Regions from separate parts of the Mus musculus genome. Here region 2 is linked to region 1. A link is a contact called in public promoter capture Hi-C data. All regions are on one chromosome and are shown on one strand. The core of a region is the stretch at or near the end of the contact, and the rest is flanking DNA. Distances in the headings are between cores, read along the strand shown. Region 1 holds the start of D030074P21Rik (a long non-coding RNA gene). Region 2 holds the start of Hoxa4 (homeobox A4).

The links. Promoter capture Hi-C pulls out the DNA fragments that hold promoters and counts their contacts.
Region 2: a contact with region 1 is called in a promoter capture Hi-C map of liver, with 12 times the contacts expected there. The contact joins the promoter of Hoxa4 here to the promoter of D030074P21Rik in region 1. A contact is called at or near these places in 3 of 39 promoter capture datasets (liver and pre-B cells), 3 of 484 Hi-C or Micro-C datasets (cerebellum, cerebral cortex and rod photoreceptor) and 1 of 115 datasets of contacts at active chromatin or transcription factors (astrocytes).

Annotation. Positions count from the first base shown.
Region 1 is chr6:49,210,776-49,215,505 of GRCm38.p6, forward strand. D030074P21Rik (a long non-coding RNA gene) reads right to left here and starts at 2,485. Exons shown (of 2, transcript XR_869057.2): 1 at 1-2,485. It overlaps Igf2bp3 (insulin-like growth factor 2 mRNA binding protein 3), which reads right to left and starts at 4,179. Exons shown (of 15, transcript NM_023670.3): 1 at 3,522-4,179; 2 at 2,492-2,552. The coding sequence starts at 3,696.
Region 2 is chr6:52,189,249-52,193,886 of GRCm38.p6, forward strand. Hoxa4 (homeobox A4) reads right to left here and starts at 2,455. Exons shown (of 2, transcript NM_008265.4): 1 at 1,930-2,455; 2 at 434-1,440. The coding sequence starts at 2,440. The coding sequence ends at 1,094. The region is part of intron 2 of Hoxa3 (homeobox A3); the gene reads right to left. LOC115490409 (a long non-coding RNA gene) reads left to right here. Exons shown (of 2, transcript NR_168044.1): 2 at 3,277-3,812.

The DNA of each region.
Region 1 (4,730 bases), core at 1,235-3,734:
TGACTGCAAAGCATAACAAACTCCATCCCAAAGTTCAGCAGGCTACCCTGACGACCAATCGATCTGACTGTGCTGTGCAATCAAGTCACTATCAAAGCAATCCACATGATCAATCACTAACAAAATAATCCACACCTTGCCATAGGTGGGTGAGTGCGCACATAGGGGCCAGGTCACTTCCTGGCTCTTCCAGAGCCTGTGAAATGATGGAAGGGTCCAGATAAGAAGAACTGCACAGCTTCAAGGGTCAGTGAAAACTAAACTATAATGGAGATGAACACTAAAGTTTCCAGAGAGACACAGAAGTCTTTATGCAAAACACTTCAGTAAAGGATTTCTAGCACTCAACTGCTCCCAAGTCAGAAAAACAGAAAGGTACTCCGTCAGCTCACTTCACTCTACCTGTAAGGCCTACGTCACTGGCTAGTAAGACCACATTTAAAACCCTACGCATTCTGGTAGTGGGGTGGGGGGCCAGGGCAGGAAAAGCTTCTGTTGTTATTAATAAACTGAAGAAGCAAGCGTCCAGTAAACATTTGCCCCCACTTGTTACTATCTCCTAGTCTTCCAAAAGAGGAACCCTGCAATTCAAACAGTAACAAGTAACTGTTTCCAGCATAAGCAAAGCTTTAGGAGGAAGACTAGCAGTTGTTACCCAAGTTCCTAAATTAATTCTCCACACATGGGAAGACATTAACTTCAAAAATAAAAAACAGAGGATACAGCAAACTGAGGTCAACCCATTAGCTGGAGCTGAAAAACTCACTTAATGTTTTTAAATTTAAAAAGACATTTAATGTTTTAAATTCACAACAGTCCCTTTGTTAATTATAATCATTTGCCCTGCCCAAGGATTCTGGAGTGGAAGGCCTCTGGCATGCTAGGCAATCATTCTACTAATAGGGTACAACACCAGCTCTTCGTTTTGTTGTATTGCTTACTTTTAATTCTACAGTGGATTTAAAAACCAAGAGCTAAGGGTGTGCCTCAAGTGGTAGAGTGCTCGCCTGCATAAACCAACCCCTTGAAAGATTGGGGGGGAGAGGGGAGTGACGGGAAGGGGGCCGGAGGGACAAGCACTAAGACACACTGGATAAACATGAAACCAACTAGCATGTGTGCAATAAGGTTCGTTTTTCCAAAATGGCTGATTCACAGGCTAGGTCTCTAAACTTCTTAAGGGCAAATGAGTTGTGCCTCAATTGTTTAAATTCCTATGAAACCAAGATCAGTTTGATACTTTTTATCCACATCTACTTTAGAAGAGTAAACAAAAATAATAAAAGACTACATTCTACTATATGAAATAACTTGACCCTTATCAAAATAGACCTAAATCTGGTTACACAAATATCTTTCCAATTATCTTAGGCGAAATTAAACAAGGACTTAAAAAGGAACCTACAAGTATCCACACTAGTTTATTTCTAAAACGAGGAGTGTGAAGTGATTCATGTGGAAGAGAGCTTCATTCAAAACAGTCACACAGCATTCTTGCCCTCTGTCTCTGCAGGGCAAATCCCTCTGTCCCCCAGAGCACACTCTCAGAAACACTTAACCAGATACACACAGCCCTGGTTTGAATTAACTTCAGGCTTATTGTTTGCTCCAGGTTAGGAATGGGGGAAGACTGAAAAGCCAGCCAGAAACCCTAACCCCACCTTGCAAAACCCAGCAGGCTAACCTCAGTCTTTCCAGTTAAGAGTTACAGAGTCGGGGGGGGGGGGGGGGGGGGGGAGGGCAGGGAGGGAGGGGAAGGGGGGCGCTTCTCCAAAAAGCTTCAGTAGCTAAAATAGCCTGCAAATATTTTGTAAAGTGACAGCTACAGATGCTCTCATAGAAGAGAAATCTCAGTGAAGTTGCAGATTCCCCCAGCCTTCACCGTCTCTTGGTGATTATTTGTAAGCAAAATACACCAAGGGACAGGAGGAGCTGGAACAAAGGCACTGTTAGGAAAAAAAAAAACAACAACAACAAAAAAAAAAAAACAACTTTGGAGTGTTTGAAAGGCCCCAGGACCCCAGCATTCACTGTGTTCCAATGGCCGCTGGCTGGCCAGTGAACCAGGGCAAAAGCAACTGTGTTCCTCCTCCTGTATTAGAAGCGCCCACCACGGCGGACCAGCTTCTCCACATCTGTCCTGGACCTGTCTTCTAAATCCCGTAGGTTCCCAAAGACTATTGGCTTTTGAAACTCGGGCTGCCAGTTGAGACCTAAACCTGCTCTGCCAAGAACATGTAGCTGTGAGAGCTTCCTTGACAGGCTTTTAAAACAGCAACAATAACCCAGAAGCAGGGGCCGCAGGCAAGCCCCCATTTACGTCCCAGAATTATCAACGCGCGCGCACACACACCTGCCATAAACTTAAAGGCAAGCAGAAAAAGAGCTAGCTGAACCGTGGCCCCAGCGTGTAAGCCAAAGGGTCCGAGTTTGCATCTGTGTTCTGTGCTTCCTCCCTAAAAAGCGGCCAGAAAAGGGTAAATCCGCTCACCTCTGCCGTTTAGGGACCGAGTGCTCAACTTCCATCGGTTTCCCATGTAGTTCCATTTTACCTGTGAACACACAAGAGGCAAGACGACGGGCTAAATTCAGCAGCTTTCCCCACCTTGAAATCTACAGTCTTTAAGAGAAAACACACCCTGCTTCAGTGACCTCAGCAGGGCCCCAAGATTCCCACCCGACTCAAGGACAAGGGAGGAGCAGGGCAAGGAGAGGGTGCAGAGCTGACCCTTCGGGTGGGTGTGGCTTTTTAACTTGCAGAAAGCTGGGGAGGGAGAGCAAGAGTCAGGCTCACCACTTGGGTTGCAATTTTCGCCTCCTGACCCCCTCCAAGGGCCACCCCGCACCCCAAGGTCTGCAAGAGACACACCCCCAACAAACAGCCTGCCATGGGGGCGCGCGGCCTTCTTTCTGGTCCACATCCAGGTTGGCCTGGAGCACTGGGCGATGGGATTAAAGAGCCAGGGTGCCAGGAGGAGATTGGGCGGCCGGGGTGCTGGTCCACGCGCGCTGACCCATCAAGGCGCCGGCCTCGAGTCCAGCTGGGGACGGTGGAAACCGAAAGGCACGGACAGCTGCTCTCCCCTCGGGCATCCAGGCAGAGCGCACTCAGACACCCGGGCCGCGGCTGCGCGCACGGGCCGGGACTGCGGCGCCGCGCGTGGCAGGGCTGCCGTTCTGGCAACAGCCGGCCGCCGCCGCCCACCTGCCCCTTTCGCTCTAACGACCCCGCGAGGTGGACGCGGCGGCGTGGAGCGGGACCGCCTGGACGCGGCCTCCCCCCGGGCGTAGGCTCAGGCCACTTTCTGTTCTCTACGGCTGGGGGACAGCGACCAGACAGAGGGCCCGGCGGGCGTCCACGCTGGGCCCCAAGGCCCGCCTGGCCCGGCCTGCAGCACGCGCCGCGCCGCGCCCCGCGACTGACAGCGCGTCCCCCTCCCCACCCCCACCCGCCCCGCAAGCGGGGTCCCGGATGGCAGCTGCGGAGACGGGGAGGCCCCGACCACGCGCGCGGGCCCCACCTGAAAGCGCCTCGATGGCCTTGAGGGCCCAGCCCTCGTCCGGGCAGTCCACGAACGCGTAGCCCGTCTTCACCAGGAAGGGGCCCGCCACCGGGATCTTAGCGTCCTTGAAGACACTTTCCAGGTCCGCGGGGCCGGCGTGGTCGCTGAGGTTCCCGATGTACAATTTGTTCATTGTGAAAAGGGGTCGTTTTAAAACCCGAGGAAAATGCTAAATTAAAAAAAGCACCCACGGCGGAGGATGGAGCCGGTGGATTTTGTTCCTCTCCTCTTGGCTTTCAAACCCACACAGTGACCCAAGCACGGGAGCGGCGGGCGAAAACCAGATCCCAGGGTCCTTTTTCCTCTTCTGGGTATTAAAAAAAAGAGAGAAAGAAAAAGCCTAGCGACGAGCCCAGCGTCGAGTCTTCCTAACTCTGGGGAGGAGGCGGGATTAGCGAGAGAAAGGAGGAGGCGCGGGGGGAAACTACTTTTTGTCTCTTCCTCCCCAACCCCTTTGGCAGCGGCCAGCGGGCTGTGAAAATATCACACTACGTGGGGCAGGCGCCGCCTCCCCGTAAAAAAAAAAAACCCCGAGGGGTGACTGGCAGCGGCGAGGGGAGCGGGGCGGGGGCAGCCGCTCCGAGTGTCCGGCTTTTTGAATGAGCCACGTGTTCAAACTACAAATCAACGTCTCACGTGAGGAATCCCAGCGCCTCAATTAGAGTGGGTTTCGGAGGAAAGAGAAAAAAAAAAAAAAAAAAAAAAAGCGAGAGGGGGAGGGGAAGCGAGATTGGGCGAGGAGGGACCCCGAGCTGGAGCCGGAGCCGGAGCCGGGGAGGGGGTGGAGAGCGTCCAGCCGCTGCAGCCGGCGCCAGGCGCGATGGGCACGGCGAGTTTCCAAAGGGTCCGAGCCTCGGGAGGGTCAGACGAACGATCCTTTTTCCTTAAGATGAGGAAGCGGTTAGGGGGTCCCGCGGTTGCAGTTACCGTAGTTTGTAACCATTCGATTTTTAAAAAATGGGTCACTTAACAACGAAATCTGAATGACAATCTCGAACTCAGTCGGTGGCTCTGATGACCGGGGAAAGTAGAACCCGGGGGCAGAGCGCCGCTCCCCTCGAGGGCCCCGGGGACCGAGCAAGCGGGGCGGCCCGGGCCGGCGTGGGGGAGGGGAGCCGACGTCCTGGGCGGGTGTCTACGCGACACCTCCTCCGCCTGCGCTCCGGG
Region 2 (4,638 bases), core at 1,205-3,704, 3.0 Mb after region 1:
GCCAAGGGAATGCCTGTTTCCAAGTGTGCTCAGAGTTCAGCCTACAGAACAGCTGCAGAAGCTCCAGGCCTCTGCTCTGCAAGGTCTCACCTTTCACTGCAGGGACACACACGGTTCTATGCCTTACAGAGACTTGAAGCCTGAAAGCCTGGCCAAGTTTGGGAAGAAGAGGAGCCCTCTCAGGGCTCAAGAGCCTTCCCGCTTTTTGGAACACTTCCACAGTGGGTCAAGCTTGGCAAGAATTCAGACCAAGTTAAACACACACACACACACACACACACACATTGTGAGTGTGCTTAGAATGTGACCCCAGCTCACCCTGTCTACAAGGCTTCTGCGCACTAGGTCAAGTATCTCAACCAAGAGGAGGCTTGGGGTAGTTTGGTTTGGTTTGGTTTTTAAGCTTAGAACACACACAAATCTGTCTCTTAGGTTTTTAATGTCTTATAAACTGAAGTTTATTCTTAGCACATTCCTCTTTATACAACCATATCTCTCTGTACAGTTGTAAGTGAGTCTAAATGCATTTCCCTCTCCCCAACGCTGTGCCCCAGTATAAGACAACAATATCTCTCTAACAGTATCTTAAATAAATGCAAGGAGAGGAAACTACATGCCACACCTACCATCAAGGTCTACACACTTTGAAAATTAAATAATCTGGTGAGGTCCACAAAGTCTACTCAGTAAAGCTCATGTGAGCTGCCTTAACGCAGAAGAGGAAGGAAGGTTAGAAAGCTGGGAAGCTGGGAACCGGCCTGCTTCTTCTGCATACAAGTACATGTCCCCAGTCAGCACGTGCTGTCTGGCTGACTCAAAGGTAGTCGATGGCCAGTGCTTTCTTACAGGTGTCCAATCCTGGCAAAGTTGTCCAGGTCAGCAGGTTGTTCCACTAAGCAGTAACGAGGACGAGGACAGACGTCCTCTTGGAGGGGTCACACCAACCAGGGATAATGTCTTCTTTTTGGTTATGGTTTCCAGCAAGTTGGATTTTGTTTTGGTGTCTCGGGTTTACTTAGGGAAGAGCAGATGAGGACAGGAGCAGGAGATGAGTAGGGCACATAAGTGAGAGAAACTGATCCAGGTCTCTAGATTATATGGAGGAGGGAATGGGTGTGGAAGCACCAGGGAGAGGGTGGGGATGGGGGTGTGGGCTGTGAGTTTGTGCTTTCCCAGGCGGGCCGGCAGGGGCCGAGGCAGTGTTGGAAGATCGCATCTTGGTGTTGGGAAGTTTGTGGTCTTTCTTCCACTTCATTCTCCGGTTCTGAAACCAGATCTTGACCTGGCGCTCCGACAAGCAGAGCGTGTGGGCGATCTCGATGCGGCGCCGCCGGGTCAGGTAGCGGTTAAAGTGGAATTCCTTCTCCAGTTCCAAGACTTGCTGCCGGGTATAGGCGGTTCGAGAGCGCTTAGGTTCGCCTCCGTTATAACTGGAGTTGACTGAACACCAGAACCCCGAAAGAGAAGGCCAAAGAGGAAGAAGTAGAAGAGGAGGAGGGGAGGAGAGAGGAGATAGGGTGGGGAAGAGCAATCGGACATCATCATTATATAATAACCTGACACCAAGTTCACACAAGATACATAAAAAGGCAAAGAAAATGTTTCACAGGCTATTGACAACGGGAAACACCCGAGAGCCATAAAGAATGGTGCTGGGCTTTGGGGCTGAAGAAAAGCTTCAAAGACACATGGCCGGGAGCCTCTGCCAGGGCAATTAAATTTATGGGGGCTATAATTACTGCCCTAACAGTTTGGCGTCTCGTAAATCTCAGGATAAAGGGACCCTGGGTACAAAAGGGTTCTCACGTTAGGACCAGGCTGCGGGCGGCGCGCACACACCCACAGCCAAAGCGCCGGCCAGATGGGGGTCCCCTCCCGCGCCCTGCCCCGCGCCCCCACGCCCGCTGCCCTCCCGGCGGCGCCACATACCGGCGCTCACGTGGATCTTCTTCATCCAGGGGTACACCACCGGCTCCTTGCCCTTCGGGCCCGCCGGGCCCTGGTCCGCCAGCAGCAGCGGGCACGCGGGGGCGCTGCCCCCCGTCGCGACAGCCGGGGTGGTGGGGCCGGGAGCGCAGTGCCGAGGGGGCGCGGGGGGCTGCGGGGCCGGGCTGGGGTGCGCGCCGGGGGCCGGGGACTGCTCGGGTCGCGCGGGGCTGGCCCCGCGGCAGGCGTAGGGACAGGCGGCGGCGGGCGCGGGGTACAGGCCCCCGGGGTAGCTGGGCTCGCGCGCCCGCGGCGCGTAGTAAGCGGGGGGCTGGCGGGCCGCGTGCGGGTTCGGGGCCGGCAGGTGCGGGGCGCTCTGGGGCCGCGGGTAGCCGGGACCCCCGCCCACGGCGCCGTCCCCACCGCCCGGGCCACCGTGCGGGGCGAACTCCTCGAAAGGAGGGAACTTGGGCTCGATGTAGTTGGAGTTTATCAAAAACGAGCTCATGGTCATTAATTTGTGAAGTGCAAAAATACTAATTTTTCTCGCGGTGTCGTTTTTCTGCGCTCGCCGAGGCCCCTCCCCCTCTCGCCGCGCTTCCCATCCCCCCCCCCCCCCCCCCCCGGCCCCGGCGCCCGCCCCTCCCCCCGCTGTCAAACGACTGCCCCTCCCCCTCCCGCCGTCGCCGCCGCCGAAGTCCGCGCCGCTCCTCCCCCGCCCGCGCGCGCTCCCCGTGGCCCTGCGCGCCCCGCCCCCGCGCCCCACGTGCTGCGATCCGGCCAATGGGAAATCCGCGCGCGCGGACCCGGATCAGGAAACGCGCGGGGGATGCGTGATGGATGCTGCTAGCCTTCAGGGTGGGAGAAGCGAGCTTGGGTTCCTCGGGCCCCCCAACTTGGGTTCCGGCTGAGAAGTTGGGGCCTGTTAGACTGCGGGTCCTTTCGAGCCCTGTTCCTGCCCACGTCTGTCCTAGGCCTCTGGGCAGCTGGTCGCCACGACTCAGCGCCGATCTCCAGTCCAACCAGGCTTCGGGTGGTCCTCCGAGGGTTCGAGGCCCTCCAGGAGAGGGAAGGGCACTGGGACCAAGAGGCAGACCCTGGCTTTTTATCCTAGCTCTGGAATAAAACGAAGGAGGCCTACGGACCCATTTTTCTCGCCCTTTGATTCTTTGTCCACGCCCTACACATCCACCCGGCTGTTAGGGAGTCCCTGCTTTGCGAAGCCAGGGCTGGAGCTGCACAGGGAGGATGGGTAGAAGGGCCGCTGAACAAGCGGGTCAAGGAAGTACAGCAAGCGAGGGCGATCCACTAAAACCTCGTGGATACTTATTTTTACTTTTTTTCTTTCAGACGCAGAATTTGTACATTATTTTTTCATTTAAAGACTTGGAACCTTCCTATATTGCAGTTGATGGAGGTGCTGAGGAGAGCTAAATGTGCCTCCTTTATTAGGCGCTATTGTGAGACCTCCACCCCAGAGTGGGAAGAGAGACGACGCCTGCACAAAACCCGGCTTCGAATCCAGTAACTTCGCGTTTCAGAACAATCACCAAACAAAAACAAGTTTGAGATACAATAAGACCCTGCCTGGTCTAATTGTCAATCGGTCTTTTCTAACTTTTCCCTCCCTTCTCCTTTTGGATGCTGTTTCCTCGTGCAGGATCTAAACCAAGGGCTATATTTACAGACCAGCCCGCGATTGCTGAAAAATTAGCATTTTAACGATATCAGTAGCTCTGGAAAGGAGAGAGAAGGGACTGTTGCCTGCCATTTGGTAATTGAAATTTGATGGGTAAACTAATTATGCCATTATTATTAACAAATAAATTACTTATTAATTCCACCTAATGTTGATCTTTGAAGTAAATACTGATGCCTCACTCGTACCTGGAATTGTGCTCTTTCTTTCTTCTGAATAGCAGACACGCCTAGATCCTTTGCATGATGGTAAAGCAGTGCAAACTATCACCGCCATTCTAAAAAATAACTCTCCTCTGGGTATGCAAAGCAGTTTCCGTTGGTGCACCTTGCTGATTTTTCAGAGAGCAGGATAGAACAACGGCCTTCTCAAACGCAGACCAGGAAAGTTATAACCCAAGCCTAGAGACACTTCAGAAAGAACATCCATTCTATCTTCATTCATATCTGTTACTCACTTGAGCTACTAAATACTGGGATATATCCTATTTGATAGATAGTCATTTAATGCTTAGACACATGAAGACTATTATTGAGACTAATCTTTAAAGTAATTTAGGGAAAGAGGTTAAAAAAAGGATCATGTTAGTTTCTTATTGAAATCATCCTGAAGTAGTACAAAGAGATTTTCCACACTGGGTGTCTGTGCTGGTAAAGAGAGCTGTCCACTGACAGGAAGCACCATGATTTTTTTTTTAAATGAAAATCTGAGCCATAGATGGAAACCAACAAAGATTCTAATCTCTAGATATCTTCTCTAGACTGGAGGAAGGAAATCTAGCCTGATGTGGCTACTTTAAACTGATATCTCTCTCTAGCAAGAAAATAGCAAGAAAATAGGTACACAAATGAGACAGGAGACATCTCTAACATTAGTAGCACACAGACAGACCATACAAATACACATGCACTGCATATCTGCATGTGTTCAGGTTGGATGAAAAGCTTGAGGAAATCTAGTCTGCTTCTGGTGTCACCAACCCTGAGCACTGGAGGAGTCCTAACCATGTCTGT